Linked DNA regions of Mus musculus: all the other regions are linked to region 3. Evidence: chromatin contacts called from public ChIA-PET and Hi-C data. All regions are on one chromosome and are shown on one strand. The core of a region is the stretch at or near the end of the contact, and the rest is flanking DNA. Distances in the headings are between cores, read along the strand shown.

What was found. Hi-C and Micro-C count contacts between places; a contact is called where the count stands out from the background. ChIA-PET counts read pairs in DNA pulled down with a chosen protein or histone mark.
Region 1: a contact with region 3 is called in an RNA polymerase II ChIA-PET map of memory CD8 T cells, with 53 read pairs. The contact joins the promoter of Ccdc28a here to the enhancer-like site in region 3. A contact is called at or near these places in 1 of 39 promoter capture datasets (macrophages), 3 of 115 datasets of contacts at active chromatin or transcription factors (the 230-238 cell line, effector CD8 T cells and memory CD8 T cells) and 3 of 9 other capture datasets (adipose tissue, liver and pancreatic islet).
Region 2: a Hi-C map of CD8 T cells shows a contact between it and region 3, with 1.7 times the contacts expected there. The contact joins the promoter of Ect2l here to the enhancer-like site in region 3. A contact is called at or near these places in 2 of 15 datasets of contacts at CTCF or cohesin (CD8 T cells and pro-B cells), 37 of 484 Hi-C or Micro-C datasets (B cells, the C2C12 cell line, CD4 T cells and 24 more), 15 of 115 datasets of contacts at active chromatin or transcription factors (the 230-238 cell line, CD8 T cells, T-cell acute lymphoblastic leukemia and 8 more) and 4 of 9 other capture datasets (adipose tissue, embryonic stem cells, liver and 1 more).

The regions. Positions count from the first base shown.
Region 1 is chr10:18,233,635-18,236,334 of GRCm38.p6, reverse strand. Ccdc28a (coiled-coil domain containing 28A) reads left to right here and starts at 1,354. Exons shown (of 6, transcript NM_144820.4): 1 at 1,354-1,483.
Region 2 is chr10:18,209,512-18,212,211 of GRCm38.p6, reverse strand. Ect2l (epithelial cell transforming sequence 2 oncogene-like) reads left to right here and starts at 1,385. Exons shown (of 22, transcript NM_001370991.1): 1 at 1,385-1,453.
Region 3 is chr10:18,140,983-18,143,682 of GRCm38.p6, reverse strand. Ect2l (epithelial cell transforming sequence 2 oncogene-like) reads left to right here. Exons shown (of 22, transcript NM_001370991.1): 15 at 576-790; 16 at 1,708-1,855. Among named protein-coding and RNA genes, the nearest start is that of Ect2l, 68 kb to the left of the region's middle. Within about 2 kb of position 1,257, at least 29 of the 459 cell types and tissues checked have an H3K27ac peak or open chromatin away from gene starts, as enhancers often do. A contact at or near this core is called in CD8 T cells, CD8 central memory T cells, Th1 cells and 8 more, where this site is marked.

The DNA of each region.
Region 1 (2,700 bases), core at 105-2,604, 93 kb before region 3:
CCCTAAAAATACCAAATTATGAAACCTAACACGTGTTCACTTTGGAAACTGGAACCATGAATGCTGTATCTGTGGGGGTTTTTTGTTTTTGTTATTTTGTTTTGTTTTTTGGTTTGTTTTTTTTAAGAATTCCAAGTTTTTGGTTTTGTTTTTCCTAATGGAAGAACATCTCATAGTATGAGTTTAAGTACTTAGTAACTCCATTTTTGCTCTGTCTCAATATAATCTCTAGACACAATTTCCTCCCTAGGTAATGGGGAGATTGAAGGACAGGGTCACCTCAATCTAAGAAAGTCGGAATCTAAAAAGTCCCATCTTCCCTCTGAGAAGGCATCCACATCAAGGAGGGAAAGGTAAGTTTTCTTTAGTTTAGGGTTGAGCCTTCTCTCTTAGCCCTCAATTCCTAATCCCGGGGATGAAGTGGGGAGTCAGGCAGCAAGTCTGATTAGCCTTTCTGAATCTCAGAATCATTTCATTTGTTTTCTTTCTTTCTTTTTTTTTTTTTTTCTTTTCGGTTTTTTCGAGACAGGGTTTCTCTTTATAGCCCTGGCTGTCCTGGAACTCACTTTGTAGACCAGGCTGGCCTCGAACTCAGAAACCCGCCTGCCTCTGCCTCCCAAGTGCTGGGATTAAAGGCGTGCGCCACCACGCCCGACCTCAGAATCACTTCTAAAACGGGGATTTTGACATTACCTTAAAGGACTGTAGTGAGGTAAAGTGGGACGAGTGACACATACCCGTATGAGAAGCGCAGGCAGGAAGATCTCAACAACATAACCGGTTCCTGAGCAGTGTCGGCTATACGAGACTTGGTCAAAAAAAGGCAAAGAAAACGAAGAAAGACTGATAGACAGACAGACAGGTACACAGAAAACCTAAACGCACTCACCCCACCCCCACCACACCCAACTGCAATGCTTGGATACTGGCTATTTACAGAATCACACTTGGCGGCACAGCATCAGGGATGCTGAACCCAATACCGCTTCTCAAGCCAAACTAAAAGCAGCCAATCCGAGGTGTGGATCCGCCGCAAGGGGACAATAGGCTCCGCCTTCGATTTGTTCGAAAGGCATGCTGGGAATTGCAGTGCATGGGGCGGTCCTTCACCGAGGTGGCTGGCCGCTTCCGGTGAGGACAATATACAGCCAGTTTCCATGAGGCCATGAGACAGGCAGAAGTGGAGTGGCCAACAACAACTCCTCTTTCCCGCAGCCGCTGGAGCCATACCTGAAGGCGGCTATGGGAAGACGGAGCCCAAAGCAGAGACGCGAGCATCGCTAAGGGACCTGGGAGAGGCGGGGCTTTTCGCCTCTCGGAGGGCCCCGCCCAGATTACGTCACTTCCGTAAACAAAGGGCGCTTGCCTGGGTTTGTGACCCAGGCAGACGAGCTGGGCTCTTGATGCAGCCCTGGCGGAGGCTTTGAACGCTCTCTTACTTTTCCTAGCCGAGGAAGGGTAACCACAGCCTTTTCTCCCTCCGGTATGTAATGGGGTAAGGGGACCCCGCAACCTGTTCATTCGAGCCCCTCAGCACCTGCTCTGGTCACCGCTGAGTGTAGATGGGTCATCGCAGGGCTGGGTTGCGGAAGGGAAATGAATGAGGCAAAGTCCAGAGGCACCTCTGGTGATTCTGGTTGGCAGCGAGGCCTGACATTCAACCGTGAGCAGTTCGTCCCCTCTGGAAAGGTCCCTCGTGTTTGTCATACAAGAAGGATTTCAGGGTCTTGTGACAGATGTTATCTTTCAGAAAAGAGGACATCGCAAGCTTGGTCCCTCGGGGACCATTGGTTTATTGGCGATGCTTTATGTATTAACTGGTTTTTGCTTTTTCCTCCTCTTTTGTTACCAAATGTGTATTAGCATCCATAGATTTGAAGGTTAGCGTGTTTATATGTATCACCAATTATACAGATCCTCATCTCTTGGAAACCTGCTCCGTCATCTTCAAAGTTTTATTTAATCTGTATTACAGCTAAACAATTCCCGAATGACTCAAGTGGATTCGCTCTTGGTATCTGAGACAAGAGACTGAATGCTGTACCCTTTTCCAAGAAAAACCCACATCAGCTAGCAAAACAAAAATAAATTACCTGTATAATTCCCGACTAATTCTTTTAGGAGTGACAGAAGTCAGTTTCAGTCTTTTAAAATAGTCATGGCAGGACTAAATTCAACACTTTTAGATTTTAAATTTTATTAGATGACTGTGTACAGGTGCACACTGTGCCCCTGGAGGCCAGAAGAGGGCACTGGATACCTTGGGACAGAAGTTACTGTCATAAGCAGCATTGTTGGGCCTGGAAATCAAAAGAGACCTCCGAAAAGAGTAGTCAGTGCTCTTAACTGCAGAGCCATCTCTTAAGCCCCACAGTATTTTTTAAACGACCAGAGATCCTGAGTTCAATTCCCAGAAACCACATGATGGCTCACAATCATCTGTAATGGGATCTGATGCCCTCTTCTGGTGTGTTTAAAGAGAGTAACACTATACTCACATACATAAAGTAAATCTTTTTAAATTCATAGTGCAGTTAACGATTTGAAGGGGGGAACAGGTATGCATTTTCTGACACTTTTTTGTGATAAATTAATAATAGAATTAAGAAAATTCAAATCGAAAGAGCTAGACTTGTGGCACATGCCCATCCTTCCAGGACTCACTCAAGAGCCGAGGGAGAAGGATCATCACAGGTTGGA
Region 2 (2,700 bases), core at 136-2,635, 68 kb before region 3:
CACACAAATCTAAAAATGTGAAGCTAGGGCCCACACGTGAGAGAGTCATTTGTGCTCTGGGCCTGGGTTATCTCAGCATCCTATTCTTCAGTTCCATCCATTTGCCAGGAAATATCAGGATTTCTTTTTCCTAACGTCTACATAAACTGGCATCATGTGTGTTTAGGCTATTCATTTGTTAGCTGATGTCAGTAGAGAAGGAATCCCTGTGTTAGACTGTAGAATCCTTTGGGTGTATGCTCAGAAGTGGTACAACTGGGTCATACGATAGTTCTTTTTTTTTTTTTAAAGATTTATTTATTTATTTTATATGAGTACACTGTAGCTGTCTTCAGACACTCCAGAAGAGCACATCAGATCCCATTACGCTGGGAATTGAACTCAGGACCTCTGGAAGAGCAGTCAGTGCCCTTAACCTCTGAGCCATCAGTAGTTCTAATTTCAGCCTTTGGAGACCCTTCCATATGGATTTCCATAGTGGCTGCAGCAGTTTATATTCCCACTAACAGTGGGTAGCCATTGCCCTTCCTCCATAGGCTGCTCAGCATGTAGAGGCCTGGAGATAGCCATTCTGATTAAGGTAAGACAGAATCTCAATTTTAATTTTCCTTCATGCCTAGCCACTCTTAGAACATAGATGTTGCAAAATCATTGTATTTTATTGAGTTATAGATGACCTCATAAAATCTACTGTTAGAGCAAGCTATTTTAACTTCGTTGTGTCTCCGTTCAGACTTCATCCCTGGATCTTGTTTAGCCTCACCATTCATAGGATTTTTAACTTTCCCATGCTTGAAGTATTGTGAAATCTTTCTGTTAAATTCAAAAGAAGTGGGAAGAGGGTGGCTTTACGATAAGTCTGCTCAGGCATCTTGACCAAAGCAATTAGAATCATGTTGATGTTCTGTCTTTCTGACTCCTGTATTAACTAATACTGTTTAAAAAAAAAAACTTTAAAATTTTTTGAGGATTTGCTAAAGATGAACATGAGAAAGGGTAAGAAACGTTACCTTTGCCATCTCAGTGCTTTAAAATTGCTGGCTAGTGTAAAGCTAAGCAGAATTTGGCAGACAGCAGCTGTGCATTTGTCACCTCTTCCCAGCAACTTGAAGGCCCTCGAGATCCAGCTGCAACTGCCTGGGACCGGCGGCCAGCAAAAGAAATCCACCTAGAACTTGAGAGAACAGAGGGAAGGTGACAACCTTCAGGAGCCTCCTGAAGCAAAGACCGAGGTTGGCCACTGGAGTGCAGCACCGAGCAAGGGACACCGGACCTGTGGGGCGTGGTGGCAGCGTGTGTTGTCTTGTGTGTTGTCTTCCCTATGGAGATGGGGGCACACGTGCCCCACCTGCCTCCCTAGGCTGTGATCTGGAAAACTGCCTTCATTTCCTGCACAGTGCCAAGAGGAGACTGCTGCCTGGCCAACGTGCTCAGCCCTTGGCCTCTCCTCGAGGTAAAGCTCTTCCCTTCTTGGAGATGTCTTTTCCTTGGGGCTTCTGGAAAAACCTTGAGCAGCGCTCCATGGTCTTGGAGACCTCTGTCAGGGTCACGTTTGAGTTGGGTGGTGGCAACTTTCCTCCTCCAGAGCACTCTAGAGTGCTCCAGCACTTTGGAAAACACTAATATTTCACAGGATCCCAGATTGGCTCATACCAACTCCCCCACCCACCCCCTGTCTCTTCTCACTCTTTTTGCTACTCTGGAGTCCAAAAGATGTGGGACGAGGCTGTATGGCTAATAAAGACGAGACTAAGGCTCTATAGTAACTGGTCTGTTGTTCTCAGGTTTCATATGCTAGATTTTATGACTATGGTGAATAATTCCGACACATTGCTAAATGTTTATCTCTTGAGAAGTACTGGCGTTGTGCTTATTAATAAACATTGCTCCAAGTATCAGAACAGTTTCCTGGCACGGTCTGTGTTCAAGTTCACTCAGTTCAAGCAGTGGTATGCACATCCTGCCTGTGGCGTTCTGGCTTCAGGAACTTTGTTGTTTGTGTTGTTGAGGGGCCTCAGAAATGGTGTTCTAAAAACACTAATTTTAGGGGGAGAAAAATAGGAGTGAAGGAAATTTTTAAAAATGTTAGTGCAGTTACCTCTTGTTTTGATTTAGTAGCTTTAAGTCAGTGAGCATAATTACCATTTAAAATACCAGTACAAGTCTCATTTTTCCTTAATTTGTCTGTCTGTCTCTTTCTCTCTGTCTCTGTCTCTGTCTGTGTGTGTGTGTGTGTGTGTGTGTGTGTGTGTGTGTGTGTGTATCTAAATAGCTCAGCCTAGTCTCCAATTCACTGTGCTGGTTTTAACTCCAGATCCACTTGCCCTCACCTCCCAGAACTGGAGTTACATGTATATGACACTACGCCAGCTTATCAGCTTTATATGGGTGAAATCAGGGTTTCATGCTTGCTGGCCAAGCACTTTCACTTTACCTACTGAACTACATCCTCAGCCCCAGGAATTATCATTCATGTGTGTGTGTGTGTATAGTATGTATATGTAGTCAATGGTGCTTCAGTGCACACATTCCCTCAAGACATCTCATCACTTCATTGCCTATTATGTCCTGCATATTTAATATAAATATACACACTGGCTTGTACTCACATTAAATTATGCTCCCGATGTGGGGAAATGAACTTGACTGGCATTGTGTTTCCTTTCCGATTTTTCACATTTTTGTGTCTTGCAGTTCTTC
Region 3 (2,700 bases), core at 8-2,507:
TCTGGATACTGCAGTGGCTTCTGGTAGAGCAGGGGGCTTCTATTTGAGTTGTGGGCCAGGATAGGTCTGCAGTTTTTAATTGGCACACCCACTCACAGTCCAGCTCTGAAAGCTGACTGTAGTCAATCGATGCAATGTGCTCTGCTCTGAGCTGAAGCTTTCAGAGCGGGATGCTGAAAGGTACAACATGCAAGCACAATTTTGGCTTCATAGTTGTTTTCCTTCCTTTTCCTAAGACTCCAAAGTTGATGTTAGTATCCACAGTTTTACACATGAACACCTGAATGAGAAAAACTAAGTGGCTTACCTAAGGAGAGAGAGAAGAAAGTGTGAGCTCTGCAGCCTTGAGCTCACACATAGAGATCTTTATAGCCCCATCATACCTAGGCTGGGTCCAGGGCTCATTTTGGCCTTAGGACATGGCTTCTTATGCTCCAAACAAATGATCACTAGGAACCAGCCATCTTCCCTTAGGACAATCCCTTTTTTGGGTCTCTTCCACCTCCTTAAACACGTTGTCCTTTGCTGAGGGCCCCAGTCATTAAATTTCTCATGAATCCTTGATGTTTCTGCAGGAGAGGAAGCTCCAGATGAACTCAGTAGAGACACGAGCCCAAGTTGTGAGGGAGCTTGTGCAGAGCGAGAGACGGTACGTGCAGATGCTGCGAATTGTGCAGGACGTGTACGCCAAGCCCCTGAGGGCAGCGCTCTCCTCAAACAGAGCCATTCTGAGTGCTGCCAATATCCACATCATTTTTTCTGACATTCTGCACATCTTAAACCTCAACAGGTAAGCCCTAAAGATGGCGTCTTTAACAAAACAGTACTCCCCTAGATGAGGGAAGAGCAAACTTTGTTTCCAAAGCTCCACTATGGTCCAGCAGCTCTCTATCTTCTTGGGGATCCCTTCACCTGAAAGAGCAGAGAGGCTCCTTTGCATGTCCTCTGACAGCTACAGCCAGCAGATGGCTTCCAGTGCCACTCCAGCCCCAGGTTACAGTATGTGAAAGAAAAATAATCGATGCCTCAGCATTCAGTAAGCAATAAACCGCTCCCATGAAAGTCCGTGGGCAAGAGTCAATAATGTCTAATTGAATGGGCCAGGAGCAAAAGGATTCGATGGCTACTCTGCTTTTCCATCGTGGGTTTTCTACATCTGTTGAGAGATTAAGAAAAACAACAGTGTCTACCTATCGTGAGTGAGATGAGCCCAGAGCTAGTCACAGTCAATTTCCGCAGATCTGGAGAGATAGTTTGCCACTTCCTGGGCCCCCGCTGTGACTCAGTGAGAAGGCTGATGGAACATCTCTCAGTTTTTATGACCTAGAGTAGCTAAGAAGGTCACCTTGGATCTGTTGAGTGTGTGGGCTGTATGTAAGCTATGGTTCTTGGCCTTGAAGCTTTAAAAAGTGCCATTCTCCTCAGAAGACTGTGAGAATGTCCATGGCCCTGGCTCTCCGAGGGTCGGAAGCTGGATTAGGACCCAAGGAGTTAAGGTAAAAGATGGGATCCTGGACAGCCAACCTCTTCCCTCATTCTGCCCAGATCCCATCCTATCAAATGCACACTGTTCTGTGGTCAATGGGTCAAAAGAAAGCCCTACCACAAAAGACTAAGCAGAAAAGCCTACACTAATGAATTCATGGCTTAAGTTTGGGAGACTTTCAACAGGCCCCTATTTCAAGATACAAACTTCTCATATTGTAGAGAGTTTCTAGATAACCTACGAGACAGACTACAGGAATGGAGCCCAGCTCACTGTGTGGGAGAAATATTCATAAAGTTTGGAAGCCAGCTGAACATATATACCAATTTCTTCAACAATTATCCAGTTGTTCTGAAAACCATCGAAAAGGTAAGTGGTTGCACTATTTCCACCTAATCCTGTATAACCCAAAGGCCTGAGATAAGTGGGAAGGACTGCTTTTCAGCTCTCCCCCATCCTCCCCCCACTCCCACCCCCCTGGACTTTGAGTTTCTTGAGAACAGGGACCTTGAAGTAGGGGCTAATACAGTGGTGGACACACAGCAGTGCTCAGGAACCAGTAGTTGTGCTCCAGCTACCCACTGCCAAGTTTTCATGGACCCTAGCCAGGTGGGTCACAGTGTCATGTCATGTCACAGTGACAGGGCATTGAAAACATAAGCTGAAGCATGATTGTGAGCTCAGAATCCTCTCTGCCACTACAATACCAGGGCACACAAGCTCGGCTCGATGGACAACTTGATTAAGACACTTGACCTTGAGGACAAGAATTAGAGAAAACAGTATTACCAGAAACAAACTGGTGGCAAACGTATTATAGCTACGGTAAATACCGCTACCTACTTCATTAGCAAAGTGAGAGCAGTCAGCTCTTCAGTACATTTAGCTGTGGCAGCTATTATTATTATCAACACCAAGAATCTTCTTAAGCCCTTAATTGTTTACAGGTATAAATGGCCTTGCTCTGAAATGTTCTTGGAGCGTGAGATCAGTAAATCTTTGACTCAGACATTAGCAACATTGACATGTTTTAGACATGTACATACCGAGTAGTAGCACATGATTTCGAGTAGGTACACCAGTGATGATGATGGAGTACAATTGAAATGGATATTAAATAGAGTGGAACACTTTTGGAATGTCACTCTGAAAAACATGAATGACTGAAGCATTACAGGTGACTATCAACGATAGTCAAAGTCTTACAGAAATGA